2 separate regions of the Mus musculus genome follow, and region 1 is linked to region 2. Evidence: chromatin contacts called from public HiChIP or PLAC-seq data. All regions are on one chromosome and are shown on one strand. The core of a region is the stretch at or near the end of the contact, and the rest is flanking DNA. Distances in the headings are between cores, read along the strand shown.

Region 1 (5,506 bases), core at 2,613-5,112, 93 kb after region 2:
AATGAAAATATGGTTGGGAGGTCACCACAACAGGAGGAACTGTATTAAAGGGTCACAGCATTAGAAAGGTTGAGAACCACTGCTCTAGGACCTTAAGAAACAGAGCCAGGAGGACAGGGAAATTCAGACTAGTTCTGGGTAAAGGCACAATCCTATGTATGTATGTATGCATGAATGTATGTATGTATGTATTTATCTATCTATCTATATTTTTTAAGGGAGAGAAGAATGGATGTATATGTAGAGAGAGACAGACAGGAGGAAGAGGAGATGTGAGCGAGTGATAGAAGGTGGGGAAGGGAGAGGAGATTTGGTTCCGATGTCTCACTCCCATACTCCTGTAACTCCAGCACCTGTGAGGCAGAGGCAGATCAGGAGTTCGAGACTCTGTCTCAATGGGGGAAAAACAAGAGCAGAAGGAGATGTGGGCATAACACGTGGAGGAGCAGGCTACATATAACTCAGCCCTTGCCTGCCACCGCCTACTTAGGACCCCAAGAGCAAGCCTGGTATTCTATTTGAGGCTGCAGAAGCTGCCTGCCAAGTGCTGTTTCCTCTCCAAGGGCACCCCATGCCTTCCATCCATCCTCCATCCAAGAGGTCTGGGCTACCAGAGAGTCCATGTGCTTCTAGACCTGTTATCTAGGGGTAAACAGGACCCCAGAAGCCCTCAGGCCCGGGACAGTTGGTCAGGGCATCTGTACCCTCTAACCGGCCACACAGGGGTTTGTCACGAGGCCTGTCATGGAGATGATGAATGTGGCATAGGCTCAGCCGTGTCATAGTCACGGTTCTTAGCCATGTGACACACACACAGGAAGGGACTGTCAGCGGCCTACAGCAAAGACTGAGGGGCTATGTTATTCTGCTTGGTCACATCTAAAGGCACATGTGTGGACTCCCTACTGAGCCCAGCAGGGTCTGAGGGGCTAATGAAGCAGACACACCTGACCAAGTGGAGCAGGCCAGGACTCCTAGGTGATCAAGAGGCTGAAGCAGGAATATTGTGAATTCAAAGGTCAATCCAAAGAGACTCTGCCTCAAACCATAAAGAGGCCTGGGGCATACATTTGCTTAGAGTCTCCCAGGGATGAACTTAGAATCTCCCAGTGAGGGTGTGGCTTAGTGGTAGAGTAACTGCCTAGCATCTCTCAGTATGCGGCTGTGGGCATGACTCAACAGTAGAGCACCTGCCTGCCTAGAATCGCTCAGGAAGGGATATACCCATGTTTAACTAGCAAGGGCAAGGCACTGGGGTTCCATTCCCAGCATGAGGGGGGAAAAGGTGGGGGAGGGGGTGCTGGAGAGATGGCTCAGAGGTCAAGAGCACAGATTGCTCTCCCAGGGGACCTAGATTTGATTCTTTTGACACCCACATGGCAGCTCACAACCATCTATAACTCCAGTTCCCGGGGGACTCCACCCTCTCCCAGCCTTTGTGTGCACCAGGCATGAATGTGGTACACACATGTACATGCAAGGCAAACAATCATTCACATACATTGTGGTTTGGAGACAGGGAGTCACTGTGTAGCTCTGGTGAGTCTGAAACTCACTGTGTAGACCTGGCTGGCCTGGAATTCACAGAGAATGGCCTGCATTTGTCTCCTAGGTGCCGCAATTATAGGCTTGTAGCAGCATGTTCCAACTTACATAAATATTTTAAATTAAAAAAAAAAAGACAGCCGAGTGTTGGTGGCACACGCCTTTAATCCCAGCACTAGCACTTAAGAGGCAGAGGCAGGTGAATTTCTGAGTTCGAGGCCAGCCTGGTCTACAGAGTGAGTTCCAGGACAGCCAGGGCCACACAGAAAAACCCTGTCCTGAAAAACCAAAAACGACAACAACAACAACAAAAAAAACCCATTGCTGGAGGAGGAGGAGGAGAAGGAGGAAGAGAGGGAGGGAGGGAGGGAGGGAGAAAGAGAGAGAGAGAGAGAGCACTTCTTCAATGGTAAGATGCCCACCCCTCACTCACATCCTGTAAGCAAACCTAATGAAACTCATTGGGCCACTACCCTATCCCACTCCCACTGAGAACATAATATATCAGGAGGGGATTAGTTGGGAAGAGAGCAGGGACCAGTGGGAACCGGGAAGGACAAGAGAGGTAATTTGGGGGTGAATATGACCAAGATGCATGTTGTATGGAAGTGTCACAAGCCTCTTAGTATGCATAATGAAAGCATACTGATAAAAAAAGACTGAAAGGGGCCTGGTGAGGTAGCTTGCAGGTGAGAGGTGCTTGCGACCGAGTCTGATGATCTGAATTCATCCCCAGGACCCACACGGTGCTGAGAAGTTATCTCTCAGAAGTTATTCTCTGGCCTACACCGTGCTACATGCACATCCATCCACACATGTGGTAATAAAAGAATGTATTAAAATATTGAAAAAAAAAAGGCAGGTGTGAGTACATGGGGTGCTTCCTGGACAGGGCCTGGGGCTTGCTTCTCAGTTGGGGATCCCTCTGAGCCCAAATGTTTTCTTCCTCCCAAGGAGCAAATGGAGGTTCAGAGAGGCGCATACTGTGCCACAAAGAAACACTGGAAAAGATGGAAACCCAGAGCAGGCCCGGTGAATTCCCTCTATCCTATCTGATGCTCTCTACCCTGAGAGTAGAGGCAGAGGGTGAGGGGAACAGAGGGTAGGGCTGCAGGAGGAATGGCCCAGCAGTCTCAGAAGGCCCCAAGGGGCCAGGCAGGGCTAGCTGTGGGTGTGTGGGGGACCGCCACAGCTCTGTGGCTCCGTGGGCCAAAATAGCTCAAAGGGAAGTGGGCAGTTTTCATATGAGCAAGGCTTGCTTCTGAGGACTGCATCGGAGCTTCTAACCTCAGTGGCCCTTCGTGAGTGATCACTGCGGCAGCTCGTTCTTCGGGGTAAAAAGGCCATGAGGGTCTGTTGGATGAAGTACATGACCCGTCTCACACCAGGGATGGCTTTATTCATGGGGTGCTACTCTGAGGCCTGCAGGCTTAGCTGAATAACATTTCTGTGGTTTGAGCCTTTGCGGCAGGGCCTCACAATGGAGTACTGCCTGGCCTTGAACTTAGGGTCTCCCCACCTCAGCATTCCTAATGCCCTGATGGAGGAGTGTACAGTACCCAGTCTGACCAAATAACTTGGGCCTTCAAATGAGGCGGAGAGAAGACCCTGAAGACACCTACTGGAGGCCAGCGGGCGACTGTTCACGTACATATGTGAGTATGTCTATGTACAGAGGTCTGGCAGGCCTTGTCCCTGGTCAATCTGGGCCACCTGTTCAAAGCCGGAACCAAGGAGCCCACCAACGTTACAAGGATTATCTGTCAGAAAGTACAAGCTGGCTCAGGCCTGGATGGACTTCTGGGGATAGCAACTTCCTCCTGGCTGGAACAGGGCTTGGGCACAGTTCCCCAAAGCATCCAAGTTCCATACACAGGCCTGTGGCATTAGCCAACCCTCAACGGGCGGGAGAATCTCACATCTCTGGCTCTTAGCTGGCCCTCTCCAGTCACTGGTAGTGACAGAACCACCCTAGGGGCTTCTTGGGGGGTCTCAGAGGCTAGGGGTTTGGGAAGCCAATGATAGATAAGTGGGTGCCTGGAGCCCTGCATAGGCTTTCCTTAAGGGCCACAGCACTAGGCCAGGGTGGGAGGTATCAGGTATCTCGGCTTCCGCTCCGTCTATCCCTAAGGGTCTTGTGGGGTGTAGCACAACAGGGGAGCACCCCTGGGAAAGGCTTACCTGAGGGTGAGGGCTCCTCACCATGGCCCCTTCATCTTGTGCCGCACACCTGCCCAAGCTGATGCCAACACCACTGACTCTGGTGAGCAGTGGGCAAGGCAGTTGGCTTCCTGTCACTACTGAATCATCTCCTCTACATCCGCCTCGGCCAGACTACTAGGGTGGTTAATGACAAAGTGGGTGGAGCAGAGACAGAAAAAGATGCAGAGATACAAAGCGAAGTTAAAGCTGGGCATGGTGGTGTGTGCTGTTAAATGCCTGCACTTGGGAAGCAGAAGCAGGCAGAGCTCTGAGTTTGAGGCCAGCCTGGTCTATATAAGCTAGGACAGCTACAGTGAGACCCTGTCTCAAAAAAGACTCCCTGGGTAATGGCACGTTCCACCAAGCTGGACAACTTGGAACCAGAGGAACCAGGGTTCCTATCACCAGGAACCATGAAGTGAGTGTCTAGTTGTCCTCTGATGCATATGTACATACACACAGGCTTATGTGCAGTGTGCATGTGCACACACATGCACATGTATGTGCACACACTCCTGGGGGTGGAGAGGCAATAAAAAAGAAAACAGACATAGGGAAAATGGGAAGTGAGAGATGGGCACAGGCACGGGCAGACTGAAAGCCAAGCACACACAGTACATGCCCACCACAGAGCAAGGTCACATGGAGGAGGGAGGGCTACAGTGATCGACGGGTAGAGAGTCAACCCCAGAGTTCACATGGACACAGACATGGAGAGGACGGAGTTTCGAGGGACATGTACACACTCACGCACGTGCCACAGTCAGACACCAGAGATGGGGACACACACACACAGATGCACAGGTCAGGAGAGGACCAGAAAGACAGAGAGGCAGATATGTAGACGCTGACAACCACAGGTAAGAGGAAGCTAGAATCCTTCCAGCATCCACAGGCATCTGAGAATGGGGATCAGAGAGAGAGATTAGGGCAGTGGAATCCCATAGAACAAATACTAACCGGCAGATAAAAGAGATAAGGGACAGAGGATACAGGGAGAAAGACGGGAATAAAGATGGCAGATGGAACAAAGGACCACTGTGCCAGAGACAGCTGGATAGACAAGCTGCCTCTGTGTGTGGGTGGTGGTAGTGGGTGAATGTAGAGGCCAGAAGTCAGTCTTGGTGTCTTCCACATTTTAGTTTCTTTGAGACCGAGTTTCTGTGTAGCCCTGGCTGTCTTGAGACTCACTCTGTAGAGCAGGCTGGCCTTGAACTCAGATTTATGCAGACTGTGTCATCTACTTTTTAAAAACCAAATTGTCAGCCGGGCGTGGTGGCGCACGCCTTTAATCCCAGCACTCGGGAGGCAGAGGCAAGTGGATTTCTGAGTTAGAGGCCACTATGGTGAGTTCCAGGACAGCTAGGACTATACAGAGAAACCCTGTCTCGAAAAACCAATCCAAACCAACCAAACAAAAAAACCCAAATTGTCTTTATTACATCTATTTCTTTGTACGTTAGTTCTTTTTTGTTTGTTTTGAGACAGGGTTTCTCTCTCTGTGTAGCCCTGGCTGTCCTGGAACTCACTCTGTAGACCAGGCTGGCCTTGAACTCAGAAATCTGCCTGCCTCTGCCTCCCAAGTGCTGGGATTAAAGGCGTGCGCAGGGCTGGTGAGATGGCTCAGTGGGTAAGACCACCTGACTGCTCTTCCAAAGGTCCGGAGTTCAAATCCCAGCAACCACGGTGGCTCACAACCATCGGTAATGAAATCTGACTTCCTATTCTGGAGTGTCTGAAGACAGCTACAGTGTACTTA
Region 2 (5,534 bases), core at 2,076-4,575:
ACACCTCACAAAAATTAAAAGTAGGGAGGGCTGGTGAGATGGCTCAGCAGGTTAACACCTTGCAACCCTGACAACCTGAGTTCAATTCCTGGAACCTTCAGTAGAGAGAGAAAACTGACTTCCAAAGTAGTGTTCTGACTTCAGATCCATGATGTTGCACTAGTGCCCCCCCAAACATGCATACACATATACACACACACACACATACATACACCTATAAACATATATACACACATATATGTATACATATACACACATACACATAATATAAACATATGTACACACATAAATACATAATAATAATAATAATAATAAATAAAATAGGAAAGAGACTCCTGAGCCTGGCTGAGGAGCTACTCCTGGCTTCTGGGAAAAGGAAGACTCAGTTTCCCTCCAGGATGTGGCTGCTGGTAGGTTGCCCACGGCTCCATTTCTATGAGCATGCAAGCTGCACTAACCAGATTCAGCGGATCATAAATATAAAGAGGGCATGAGGACAGGAGAAGGACCTGTTGGGGAGGGGTCAGGAGGAGTGGGTGCCGGGGTCAATGTGACCTAGATACATTGCATACATGCATGAAGTTGTCGAAGAATAAATAAAAGGTTTTTTTTTTGTTGTTTTGTTTTGTTTCAGGGCAAGGTCTTACTACACAGCCCTGGATAGCTTGGACCAGGCTGGCCTTAAACTCACAGAAATTCACTTGCCTCTGCCGGCCATCTGCTGGGGTTAAAGGCGTGTACCTATACTTAACAATAAATTGGATTCTTAGAGACCGGAGAGTTTGCTCTGAAGATTGGTTATGAGCCTCATGGGGGGGCTCATAACCACTTGTAAAACTTCAAGCTATACATACAAATAAATTAGAGGCCCTAGTACTTGCAAAACCAGGTCTGTCTGGTCTAATTTTCTTTCTATTGTGATAAAACACTGTGTGAGAAAGCACCTGAGGGGAAGAGACGGATTATGTAGCTCACAATTCCAGGTGATAGTCTGGACAAGTGTGGGCAACTGTGGGCACGTCAAGGCAGGAAACTAAACCATCCCATCCAGAGTCAAGAGCAGAGAGTGAACAAACGCACAGGTCTGTTGCTTGTTTCTTACACTCAGTTAACTTTCTGTTCTTATACAGTTCAGTATCCCCTGCCTAGGGAATGGCGCCACCCACAGTAGGCTGGGTCTTCCTATATCAACTAATAACCAAGACAACCCGCTTCCCAGACATGGCCACATGCTAGTGTGACCTGGATAATTCCTCATTTGAGACTCTCTTCCCAGCTGATTCTAGATTGAGGCAGTTAAAACTGACCAGTACAAAAAGAAACCTAACCAGTACACCACTCAACCCTCCCAATGATACAACCCTTCAATACAGTTCTCCACGTTGTGGTGACCTGCAACCATAAAATTATTCTCACTGCTACTTTGTAACTGTAATCTTGCTGTTATGAACCACAACGTAAGTATCTGTGTTTTCTGATGGTCTTACCTGACCCATGGGTTAAGAACTGGTACACCTTCCAACGCCCTGAAGTTTCTCTCCTTCTTCTCCCCAGAAACACCATTTCCTCTTTCAGTAGAACGACTCCGTAATCATGCCCATCTCTAAATAGCAGGCTGTCTGCTGTAACTTCTGTTTTAAACTTTTGGGGTATTTTTAGCTGACACATAAGAATGGCTCACACTCCAGTGATCCTCATTTTCTTAAGACTGACAGGAGGTCTACTTACAAATGGGGCTTAGGGTGAATGTGGGCTCAGGGTCCCCATGTTGATGTGCTGTTCAAGCCAGGGCAACTACTGTTTCCATCCCTTGATACATCTACCTTTGTTGTTGCTGGTTTTGATTTTTGGGTTTTTGTATAGGGAGACTTTGAAGACCCCTCAAGTCTTCATGATAAAATACAAACAGGGGGCTTGGGATGCAGCTCAGCCGGCGGAGCGCTCGGAGAGCATGCAAGGGCCCCTGGAATCCAACCCCAGCACTGAGGAGGTAGAGGCAGGAGGATCAGGAGTTCAAGGCTATCCTCAGACACACAGCAAGGCAAATGATACCACTTCACATCTATACACATGCACATTCCCTCCCCACCCCCAACCCCCGTCTATACAAAATCTCTGTGTGTGCCTATGTTCCTGTGACATGCACATGTGCATATGGGCCAGAGGCCAATGTGAAGTCTCCGCCACCTTAGGTCTTGAGACAGGGTCTCTCTCTAAATCCGGAGTCTACAGATTTAGCTAAGCTGTTGGTCAGCAAGCCCCAGAGATTCTCCGGTCTCTGCCTCCCCAGTGTTGGGATTACAAGCATGCACCCCCACAGCCTGCATTTTTTTCCCCTTGGCTCTGGGGGTTAACCTGAGGTCCTTGTACTTACCTACTGAGATACTACCTCAGTGCTTTGCTGTTGTTCAGAGACAGGCTCTTGTTCTGTAGCCCAGGTTGGCTCACTTTGTAGCCTAGGCTGACCTCAGACTCACTGTCCATGCCTCGCTGCTTCTAACTTCTCTTAATTTTCCAACACGTCTGGGCAGTTTCTTATTCAGTAATCATATTTTTCACTCCCCCAGAGCCTTTCTGCCCTGATGAATATCCATGCAACATGAATATTCATATGAACATGAATATTCATGTGCACATATTTGTCTCCACATGAGTATCTGTAGTGATATGAATATGCATGGTCCTATATTCACTGGTAGTCTCAAGTGCCTTCTCCTATTTTGCAGATGACTGACCATCTTCCCCATGGAAAGTTCTGGATGCTTCTACCATGGAGACTGCAATGTTAGTCACTGGCCTCAGGAGAGTAGAATAGGAAGAGGCTGAAGAGAAATCAGGGCTTTGGCCTGGAGGACAGAAGAACTCAGCTTGTCCTCCAGTCTCAGCCGAAGGTTCACCTAGAACTTCCATCCTCCTGCCTCCACTTCCCGAGAGCTGAGATGACAGGCATGTTGGCTTATGGGGTGCTGGGGACCAAACCCTGGGATTTGTGCACTCCAGGCCAGCACTCTAACAACTGAGATATAGCCCCAGTCCAAAATTGCCATTTTATAAAACAGTGTTTTTGTTGGGCACGGTGTCTGAGCGAGACCATCCTGGTGTGCATAGCAAGTCCCGAGCTAGCCAGTGTTACCGAGTGACACCCTGTCTAAAAAGAAAGAATGGCTAAACTTAAATACCACCCCCCTCCCCCAAAGAAACTTGGTTAAAGGCTTGGTCCCCAGCTGGAGATTAGATAAGGAAGGAACGGACTCCATGTTAGCCCTCTGATGAGTTTAGAGCTGAATGGGCTGTTAGGAGGCGGGGCCTGGTCAGAGGAAGTAGTCACTGTGGGTGTAACATCAGACTTCCCATCCCTAAGCCACAGACTCAGCCTGTGCTCCGCCCGCCTTCTCCCCCTCCCTCTCTTTCTGGAAACCTCAAGGTTACCAACTTTCCCCCACCATGCCCTTCGGCCCTGTTGTTTCATGCTGACTACTGGCCCAAAGCACTGGAGCCGGCCAACTTTGAACTGGACCCGGCCAACTTTGAACTGGACCCTCTTTTATGTCGTGCTTAAACCCATCTTTCCTCCCATAAGTTCTTTTCATCTCAAGTATTATCACAGCCACACCAAAAAAAAAAAAAAAAAATCTGACGGAAGATGGGAACTGAGACCCAGAAAGGCTAATATACATGCCCAGGACCACACAGCAACAGGCTTCAGAGCCTGCATCCTCTCCACTATGGCACCAATGAGTGACATGGCCTCAGCCTGGACGTTGTTTGAGTTCCCATTTAGTCTCTTCTCTGGCCAGTCCCTGGGGTCCAGCTTATTCCCGAGGGAATGAGGGGTAAAGAGAGTTGGGGTACCCGGCCAGGTACCACCCACTTACCAGCACACGGTCTCCCAGGTGGAGGTCCTTGTCACCGCGCTTCACAGAACCACTGTCGGAGAGGTTGGAACCAGACTCATTGCCCGTCTTCACTGAGCTGTTAAGAACACTCTCCCGCAGGGGGATGACTCGGCCTGTGAGTGGGGGCGTGGCCGTGCCAGAATGCAGGGACAGGTTCTGGGCCGTGAGGGATTCCACCGAGTGCGTATCACTGCCCGAGCCCTCAGCGGTGGGCTGGCGGGTCAGCTTGGAGGGCCGCGTGAAGATGCCCTGTAGAGCCGGGCACTCGAAGTAGCGCACGCCACCCACAGCTCCATCGTTCTTGCCCACCGGGTCGTCCAAGACCACGCCGGCCCACTGGCCTGGCGCAAACTGTGTCTCACCCAGGTACTGCACCACGCCTGGCTTCACGCCATTCACCCACACCCTCTCGCCCACCACAAAGTCTCCCAGGAAGTCATCACCCACTTCAGCCGCCTTTGGACCTGGCTTCTCAGAGACGGTGGTGGCGGCTCCAGACGAGGAGGGGCCCGATGCCTGTTTGTGCAGGGGAGACCCTGTGGATAAGTTAAGAGGCAGGAATTAGAGCTAGCCTGGGAACTAGGGCATATAGAGCCAGAGCTCGGGGTGTCGGTGATAGTTATCTTAGGGAAACTGAGGCAGCCATGCTCAGCAGTTTGACCTGTGAAGGGCTTATTTCCTCCAGAGAGTGGGCAACCCAAAGTCTTTCCGTATTCTTCTGGCACCCACCCTGGGGTATCCAATGTTTGAGTCTCTGCCATTGACAAGAGTTCACACTAGTGGGGTGGCATGTGGCTGACAGGGTAGACACTGTATGAGGGTTGGGTTTCACCCTCAGGACATCAAAAACCAAACAATGGTCTGATGAGGTGGTCAGTGGGTCAAGGAGCCGAACGACCTGAAGTCAATCCCTGGGACACATGTGTTGGAAAGAATCAACTTCCACAGGCTGTCCTCTGATCTCCAGGGACCTCCAGATGTGTGCCACAGAATGAATGCCACCCCTCCCATAACAGACAAAGGGATATAAAACAATTCTGTACATGCCTGGCATGTCTAGGTAGCTATGGGCTGTGACCCCAGCCCTCACTGGTGTCTGACCCCATCATCGAGGACCCCACTCTACCTGTCTCTTTGCATAAAGAACAAAAAGGGGTTCCAGGGTTTGGGGGACCCAGTGCGCCTATTCTTAGAAAGAGGATACCAGCTCAGCTGTCTCTACCGTCAGCTGTCCCAGCGCACAGGACCCCCAGATAATCTCTCCCAACCCCCACCTCTCTCCAGGGTCACAGGTCCCTCCAACCAATTGCTTCAACAGCTGCTACACCTCAGGTCTCATGTCTGTGATGTCAACACAGCTGCCCTTTTAGCCATCCCCGCTTGGTCCTCCCAGCTGCCCCTGCCTCACAGAGATCAAACTCTCCTTAAATTCCCCACAGAGACAGGCAGGGAGATTTCAGCTGCCTAGGAGTGGGAGAACACAGGACGCCCCCAACATAGCATCCTATCCCCCACCAGAGATATTTGTAACACACTGGCCAGGCTTTCTCTAAATAGGTGCCTCAGTTTCCCCATGAGACTAGATAAGACACACACACACACACACACACACACACAGGGTTCTGATTTTTATTTTAA

What was found. HiChIP or PLAC-seq counts read pairs in DNA pulled down with a chosen protein or histone mark.
Region 1: a contact with region 2 is called in an H3K27ac HiChIP or PLAC-seq map of microglia, with 7 times the contacts expected there. The contact joins the promoter of Lat2 here to the enhancer-like site in region 2. A contact is called at or near these places in 10 of 39 promoter capture datasets (the C10 cell line, the HPC-7 cell line, cranial neural crest and 7 more), 6 of 15 datasets of contacts at CTCF or cohesin (CD8 T cells, the G1E-ER4 cell line, the NIH/3T3 cell line and 3 more), 103 of 484 Hi-C or Micro-C datasets (the 63-12 cell line, B cells, B-cell progenitors and 63 more), 20 of 115 datasets of contacts at active chromatin or transcription factors (the 230-238 cell line, the HPC-7 cell line, Th17 cells and 14 more) and 5 of 9 other capture datasets (adipose tissue, bone marrow-derived macrophages, liver and 2 more).

The regions. Positions count from the first base shown.
Region 1 is chr5:134,611,163-134,616,668 of GRCm38.p6, forward strand. Lat2 (linker for activation of T cells family, member 2) reads right to left here and starts at 3,863. Exons shown (of 13, transcript NM_020044.3): 1 at 3,727-3,863.
Region 2 is chr5:134,518,711-134,524,244 of GRCm38.p6, forward strand. It overlaps Clip2 (CAP-GLY domain containing linker protein 2), which reads right to left. Exons shown (of 17, transcript NM_009990.3): 3 at 3,876-4,432. Among named protein-coding and RNA genes, the nearest start is that of Clip2, 31 kb to the right of the region's middle. Within about 2 kb of position 3,326, at least 94 of the 459 cell types and tissues checked have an H3K27ac peak or open chromatin away from gene starts, as enhancers often do. A contact at or near this core is called in B cells, CD8 T cells, the CH12 cell line and 24 more, where this site is marked.